2 separate regions of the Ovis aries genome follow, and region 1 is linked to region 2. The links are chromatin contacts, called in public Hi-C maps. All regions are on one chromosome and are shown on one strand. Each heading gives the region's core, a stretch centred on a gene start, on an enhancer-like site or on the middle of the called end of the contact. The rest is flanking DNA. Distances are from core to core; before and after follow the strand shown. Region 1 overlaps REV3L (REV3 like, DNA directed polymerase zeta catalytic subunit). Region 2 overlaps FYN (FYN proto-oncogene, Src family tyrosine kinase).

The links. Hi-C and Micro-C count contacts between places; a contact is called where the count stands out from the background.
Region 1: a Hi-C map of tail adipose tissue shows a contact between it and region 2, with 3 times the contacts expected there. The contact joins two enhancer-like sites. A contact is called at or near these places in 4 of 16 Hi-C or Micro-C datasets (hypothalamus, muscle, skin fibroblasts and 1 more).

The regions. Positions count from the first base shown.
Region 1 is chr8:26,367,479-26,371,073 of ARS-UI_Ramb_v3.0, reverse strand. All of the region lies in intron 18 of REV3L (REV3 like, DNA directed polymerase zeta catalytic subunit), which reads right to left. Among named protein-coding and RNA genes, the nearest start is that of MFSD4B, 99 kb to the left of the region's middle. Within about 2 kb of position 2,018, at least 4 of the 54 cell types and tissues checked have an H3K27ac peak or open chromatin away from gene starts, as enhancers often do. A contact at or near this core is called in tail adipose tissue, where this site is marked.
Region 2 is chr8:26,065,723-26,069,284 of ARS-UI_Ramb_v3.0, reverse strand. All of the region lies in intron 12 of FYN (FYN proto-oncogene, Src family tyrosine kinase), which reads right to left. Among named protein-coding and RNA genes, the nearest start is that of TRAF3IP2, 68 kb to the left of the region's middle. Within about 2 kb of position 1,279, at least 10 of the 54 cell types and tissues checked have an H3K27ac peak or open chromatin away from gene starts, as enhancers often do. A contact at or near this core is called in tail adipose tissue, where this site is marked.

The DNA of each region.
Region 1 (3,595 bases), core at 769-3,268, 300 kb before region 2:
CTTGATATGACTTGGCAAGTGAAGTGAAGTGAAGTCTCTCAGTCGTGTCCGACTCTTTGTGACCCCATGGGCTGTAGCCTGACAGGCTCCTCTGTCCATGAGATTTCCCAGGCAATAGTCCTGGAGTGGATTGCCATTTCCTTCTCCAGGGGATCTTCCCAAACCAGGGATTGAACCCGGGTCTCCCACATTGTAGACAAACGCTTTACCGTCTGAGCCACCCTGCTAAAACTTGGGGTGGGAGGCAAGCATTGCCAGTGAGGGTATGAATGAGGGTAAAATTGAGATATACTGTGGGTAGGGGTGGGGTGAAGTATGAGGGCATGTGTGGATAGTGTATTGTGAAAATGATCTCCCAGGTCCTTCTGTTGTCACTTTCTACCCTCTATGCTCTACTGTCCTTAAACAGTTGTAACGCTGAGAAAAAATGGAAACTTCTTCCTTTTCCATCCAATTTTAGTAAAGACTTTGTCCTCACATAAAGAAAGGCCTCGACAACTACAAGTTTGCCTCTAAACTTAAGAGGAAGGTGACTAGTTTAATGGAAGAATGAAATATTAATAGGGGTGAGACTAATGTGGGGAAGCTAAACAGCAAAAACTAGGCAAAAAACATGCTTGCTGTGGTCACACGGTTGTACTGGTAGACTGAACTGACAATCTGCGTCTAACTCAGAAGGAGCCACTTTGTACTTCTGAGGAATTTCACAGTGACCACCACAAAAAAAAGTTTGATTATAGAACACAAAAAAATAGCATGAAGATTTACTTTCATAGGAAAACTGTGTGGGCAAGACAAGAACTGACTACAGTCTTAAGTGGAGAACAAAAACTTCTGAGCAAAAAATACTGCAGTGCTATCAAATCAGAAGCTCTAAATTACTTTGATTGTTGTGCTGTGCTGTGCTTAGTCAGTCAGTCATGTCTGACTCTTCGAGACCCCATGGACTGCAGCCCGCTAGGCTCCTCTGTCCATGGGGATTCTCCAGGCAAGAATACTGGAGTGGGTTGCCATGCCATCCTCCAGGGGATCTTCCCAACCCAGGGACTGAACCCAGGTCTCCTGAACTGCAGGCGGATTCTTTATTGTTTGAGCCACCAGTGAAGCCCAAGAATACTGGAGTGGGTAGCATACCCCTTCTCCAGGGGAACTTTCCAACACAAGTATCAAACTGGCGTCTCCTGCATTGCAGGCAGATTCTTTACCAGCTGAGCTATCAGGGAAGCCCCTGACTGTTGTATTTATAAAAGCCAACAAGCAGAGTGAAAGATCACAAAAATCTGTGAAGTTGGGTTTCACGTAACTGCCTTCAAAGTCATTCTGAATTATGGAATGACCAACCTGCCCAGATTATATCACTTAACATTCAAGTATCATCCAGCGTCTGTAGTATAAGACTATCTCAGTCTACTAATGTAAGCAGTATTTGGCTACTCTGCAATTGTGGCACAGATCAGATCTATGGTACTTCAATGCATCATGGACAGATCAGATCTATGTTTAGAACCATTTTCTAATATTCTGTCATTCTTCCATAGCCATTTTCATTAAAAGGGTATTTAATTACCTTAGTTTGTACTTTGACAACAAAAATAAGAGTATCACAAATATGTCTCCTTATTTTTAATCCTGAAGGATTTAGTGGCTGACGTTGAACTAGGTTTGAACCTCTGCAATAATATTCTTTTCATTTTCCTATTCATTAATGGCCCTATAAAATACATTCCCTAATGTAAATTTCAATATCTGGTGATCTGCTTTTGATCCATTATTACACTACAACTTACAAAGTAGCCTTCAAACTTGTTAGGAGAAAAAGATAACATACGCTTTCCTCTATATAAAAAGGACAGAAATTTCTGAGAAAACCACTTAATAAAACTTATTAATTTAATACAACAGCCAAATGGATCTTTTCCCCAACCTATAAAAGTGTTTTCTTGGTAGAAAGTGCAATGTGGCTGGTAATTCTGGAACAAAGAGTGGGATTACAACATAAGTGTGGAGAAGCTAAAGAAAGCAAAGCATTATGCAACAATGTGGCTAAGACTCAGGCTCAGAGATCAGAGGTTAAGTGTAGACTGATTCTTTAAAAGGAAGTCCAGAAAGGTCCTAGAACCTTTAAAAAAAGTCCCCAAACCATTCCTGCTCATTAGTCTTCTAAAGTAATATCCAGTATCTTAACACATCTTTTTGTTGATACCAACTTCATCAACTCTTCCATTAACGTCAATCTCTTCTCAGAGCAAAGATGAACTAGCTGTATGATGAGTGTATCTTCCTATAAAATCACGTAATGTCTAAACTTGAAAAACTTGGGCAGAAGTGTCAAGCGTCTCTAAAGATCATCAAGGATAGGAGATGTGAAGGATTCCCATACACACACAAAAGAACCCACAGCTGATAGCTTTAACACTTCTCATTTAGAACAGGCATTGCAATTTGGTGACAGTTAACTCTGAACTTTCATTTTCATACTATTGGAGATCAAACCAGTCAATCCTAAAGGACATCAACCCTAAACATTCACTGTAAGGGCTGTTGCTGAAGCTCCAATACTTTGGCTACTTGACGTGAAGAGCCGACTCATTGGAAAAAACCCTGATGCTGGGAAAGACTGAAGGCAATAGGAGAAGGGGATGGCAGAGGATGAGATGGTTAGATAGCATCACAGACTCAGTGGACATGAATCTGAGCAAACTCTGGGAGACAATCAAGGACAGGGAAGGCTGGCATGCTGCAGTCCATGGGGTTGCAAAGAGTCAGACACGACTTGGCGACTAGACGACGACAAGCATTCTGAACTTAAGAGAAGACTTTGGAAGGTTGCTGGAGTACCTATCATATACATCTCTAAGCATGAAGAGGATGCCAAATTATTACAGAGCTCTTCTGTTATAACTGTTACACAGTTCTTCCAATTTCTTCATCTGAATTTCTTTGACTCATGTAACATCTTATTATTGTAAGAATCATCTTTCCAATCAGCAACTTGCTCTGTTGTGGTAAATGGTTAATAGATTTGACTAAATATACTTATTTTTTAATAGCTATGAAAATTTTTTCTCAATTAACAAGTGTCTCTTGTAAACTACTATTGCTCAGAGATGACTGCTGAAAAAAACAAAAAGTTACCCTTAATGCTTCTCTTAATAGATTTATTGAAGATTTGGTTCTTTTAGAAAACCTGTGTCATTTCAACATTTTCAGATCTATCATGTATATTTATGTTTTGACCCAAAGGTTGTTCGGTCTTACAAGACTCTCAAAGCTGATAAGATATCTGTTTCAAGTTCAAAGTTCCAAGGATTCCGTATTTCTTCTGAGAAAATTTTGGTGACAGTAACAAAACCTTACTGACTTGTTCTTTAATTTTTATAAATTTTACTCACTCTACCAGGTTTCTGAAAGTTACACAAAGAACAAGGTTGAGTAAATGCAATTAGTAGTGAAGAACAAAATTGTGGAGAAAATGGAAGCACCAGAAATATGAAAAGGATTTTATTTGCTTAGGCAGAAAAAAGTTGCTTCACAACTTATATTGTAGATAACACTAACACCTGTACAGATGAGAGGTGAAAGAGCTCTAACTTGG
Region 2 (3,562 bases), core at 30-2,529:
AACTGGTGGCAGGAGGGGCTGTGATCAGACCTCAAGGGAGGGTGCAGGCAGCATGGGGGTGAGAGGCCATGGTTGGCTGAGGGGTGGTGATGTGGGGAGGAGTCCTCAGAGGTGAGGACCCGTGGCCATGGGACCGGGTGAGGGCACCCCCACTGACCTCTCTGGGCTTGGACATCAAACTCGGCCACAACTACCTTAAGCTCAACAAATCCCAAACCAAACCAAACTCACCCTTGTTCTTGGAAAAGAAAACCTTCCTGACTCACTCACGCCTGTTGCTGGCAACTGCATCGTCATGACCACTCATATCTGACCACAGGGAATTAGCTCTGATCCTTCTCTCCCTTTCCCGGATGGTGGCTGGGCCTTTCCACGTGTCTCTGGCCAATCTGGAATTTGTTTATTCCTCAAGAACTTAGTCTTGTCCAGACAGAATAACAAGAGTCCTTTTTGTTTACCAGTTGCTACATGCCAGGTACTGTGCTAAACAATTTACATGTGCTGTTTCACTTAATCTTTGCAAAAACAAAAGCACAAAACAGGGAAAATATGTTTCCACTTTACAGACAAGCAAGCAAAGGTGTGGAAAAGTTAGGTAATGTGCCCAAGGCCCCAGAGCTGGTGGGCGATGGGGTGGGTTTCAGATCTCATCTGACTCCATGCTGGCAGCTTGCCCCGGTTTAGTCTTTGGCTTCTTTCGCTCAGGAGCTCCTATCAAAGCCCCTTCACTTTGAAGGGCACTCAAATAATGACGGTTGCCATTACCTGGAGATCCAGATTGGACAGAAGACCTAACTGCTGTCACTGGGGGACATGCAGAGGTAAGAAAATGAATGATACCAAATGATTGCTAGTTGCCTCCAGAATGCTACTGGCAGAGGACCACCATCACCAACTCTGGGCCTGGTCTTGACCTTCTCCCTGATACGGGGCTGCCGCTTACAATCCAGTGGGGCAGGGAGGGGAAGACAAAGGAACTCAGGAGCAGCTGTTTAACCCAGGTCCCAAATCCCATTCTGCAGGTGCCTGGGGAAATGCCAGCTCATCCACCAGATAGGAGGAGGGAGAGACATTTCAGCGAGCCCTTAGATGGGAACCTCACCACTGTGTTGAGAAACAACAGTTACCCACAGTCTGAAAATACCTGTGATCGGCACACACTTCTCAACACTGCCCACACTTCCATAAACAAGATGCGGCCTGGCTGAGGCCTGTGGGGAACATAAAACCGGGCTTATAAATATTTTCAGGCACACGGAGCAGCTGTCTGGAAGCACTGACTAATTCCCTGCAGAAACTTCAGCATGAAGCATGCATGCCATCTGCAGAGCACGCCAGTGGATACACACTGGGCCCTTCCTGCCTCGTAAAGCGGCCTGGGCACAGGGCAGACCCCTGGAGGTGTTCTGTAAACAGCTGGGCTGACCTGGAGCTAGCAGATGAAGGTCTTCCAACTCCCCTCATATGCACTTTAGAAGCTGCCTCTTAAAAGTGCTTCTATAAAATAAAGGGGAAAAGGAGCTTATGACTAATCCTCTCAATTTTTAAATTTTTCTCTTCTTTCAATCACTGTCCTGATGAGAGACAGTCAGCATAGCATAAAAGGGTAGATGCAACAGGACCAGCCATGCCTGAATCCAAATGCTGACTCTGCCCCTTGACTAGCTGTGTGGCTTTGTCTGTTACTCAGCCTCTCTGAGCCTGTATCTATCTTTCCCACTCCACTCCTCACATTTGCCCGCTTGGACCTGGCACTGGGTAGGTTTCCTATAAACACCCCTGCTCCTTCTTTGTCCTCTGTTGCAATATTTCTTTTATTCTCCTGGCCAGTCCCAGGGCCTCAGTCTTTGTTTTTTCCTCCCCAGTTTAATTCTCTAGTCCATAGGGTTGCAAAGAGTTGGACATGACTGAAGCAACTTAGCACACAGAAGATACTTGTAAAAGGGAAGAGAGAAGAAAAAAGAATTGGAAGAGGGAAGGGTGGAATATTCTATTTGGAAATTAAGGGTGTGAAGCTGGCCCTCTGAAGGGCATCAGGACAACATCTGGGAAGGTGATGGAGCTGGAGAGGACACCACCAGAAAGACAATCGGGAGGAAGGCAGGACAGGAGGGCTGGGGTTCAGGGCAGCCGCACAGCCCTGCTCCACAGCAGCAGCACACTTTGAGGGGACTGCAGCGAGGGCTCCTGACGTGCCTTCCCCCAGACGCCAATCACCCAGGGGCACAGCCTGGGCATCTCACCCCATGAACTAAACACCCAGCCCTGTCAACAGCACCCCTGCCAGCACGCTCGGGCTTCAGGCCCTGCCAACGTTCTCATTTATTGATGACTCAAGTGTGCTAATGACAAATTCCAGACAGTCCAGAGCCTGGGGGAATGGGAGAAACAAATCCTGAACTGCTCCCTCCAGCCCCAAAACACTCACACACAGAAGCATGCTGACGCGACTCACTCCTTCCTAAACCAAAGACTCATGTCTCTCAACCTTCACCCGCTCGCCTCTCCTTCTGGGTCTGTGAGCTGGGATCTGACAGGTTTGCCTCGGGGTAAACTCTCTCATTTAGGGCCAGGTCTCAGACCCGGGGGCACTTCAGACCCTCTCAGCTCATCCTGACTAAAATCGTGCCCAGAGTCCTCTCTGGACTGCAGCGCCAATCAAAGCTGCCCACGTGCCTTTGATTAGTGATACGGCATACCATCTGGCCCTGCACTGTGTGTGTGTGCGTGTAAGTGTGTGCATATGCACATGTGCATGTGTGTGATGAATGGGCATGCTCAAAGTGTCGGCCTTTGGCTCCAAGACAAGAACTGCCACATGTTGGGGAAATTCAAATAGCCGAGCTGTCTGACCGACATGTAATTTAGCCGACAGTATCTGTAGTGGCCGACAGTATCTGTAGTGGCAGGGTCTTAGTTTAGCATTTTTTCCCCTCATCGCTTGAGACTGCCAAGAAGGATAAAAGGAGGGAAAAACTGGCAAGAAATGAAAGAATTAGAAAAGAAGGCGAGAAAGAAGAAGTGCAGAGCTAACTATTACAACCTCCAGTAGATAACACCGCCCTGTAACCTATTCCAGTCATTGCTCAGCCTTGCTCAGAATGACTGGGTTTTGGTTAAGAACAACAATGAAGCTGACCCCTCTTCCTTCAGACATGTTATGTTCACCATGAAGAGCCTATGTTCCATTGCAAACTGTACACTTAATTCCACACATTTACCCTTTGACCACTGTGTAAAGTTCTGGAAGAAAGGAAGTAACCCTGGGAATTCCTTCTCTCCTAGCTAGTACCCTAGAAGAACCTGAAAAGTTGTCCCACTGGAGTGGCTGTTGGTTTGAGATGTATTTTATCTGGAGGCTGATTTCTATAAATCTTCTGAAGGGTGGAATGGAGGGGGATGATTCAAGGAAGTAGAGCTTTTCGAGTGACTCTTGTTCTCTCCTGTTGGCCCTCTAGATCCCCTCTCTACCTGTCTTCTCCCTTCTCGGGGCCCATCTGGACTGTCAGTGGCTCCTTTGACTGCTGGCTCTAGTTGGGCTTGGCAGGAGACCTGTAGGAGG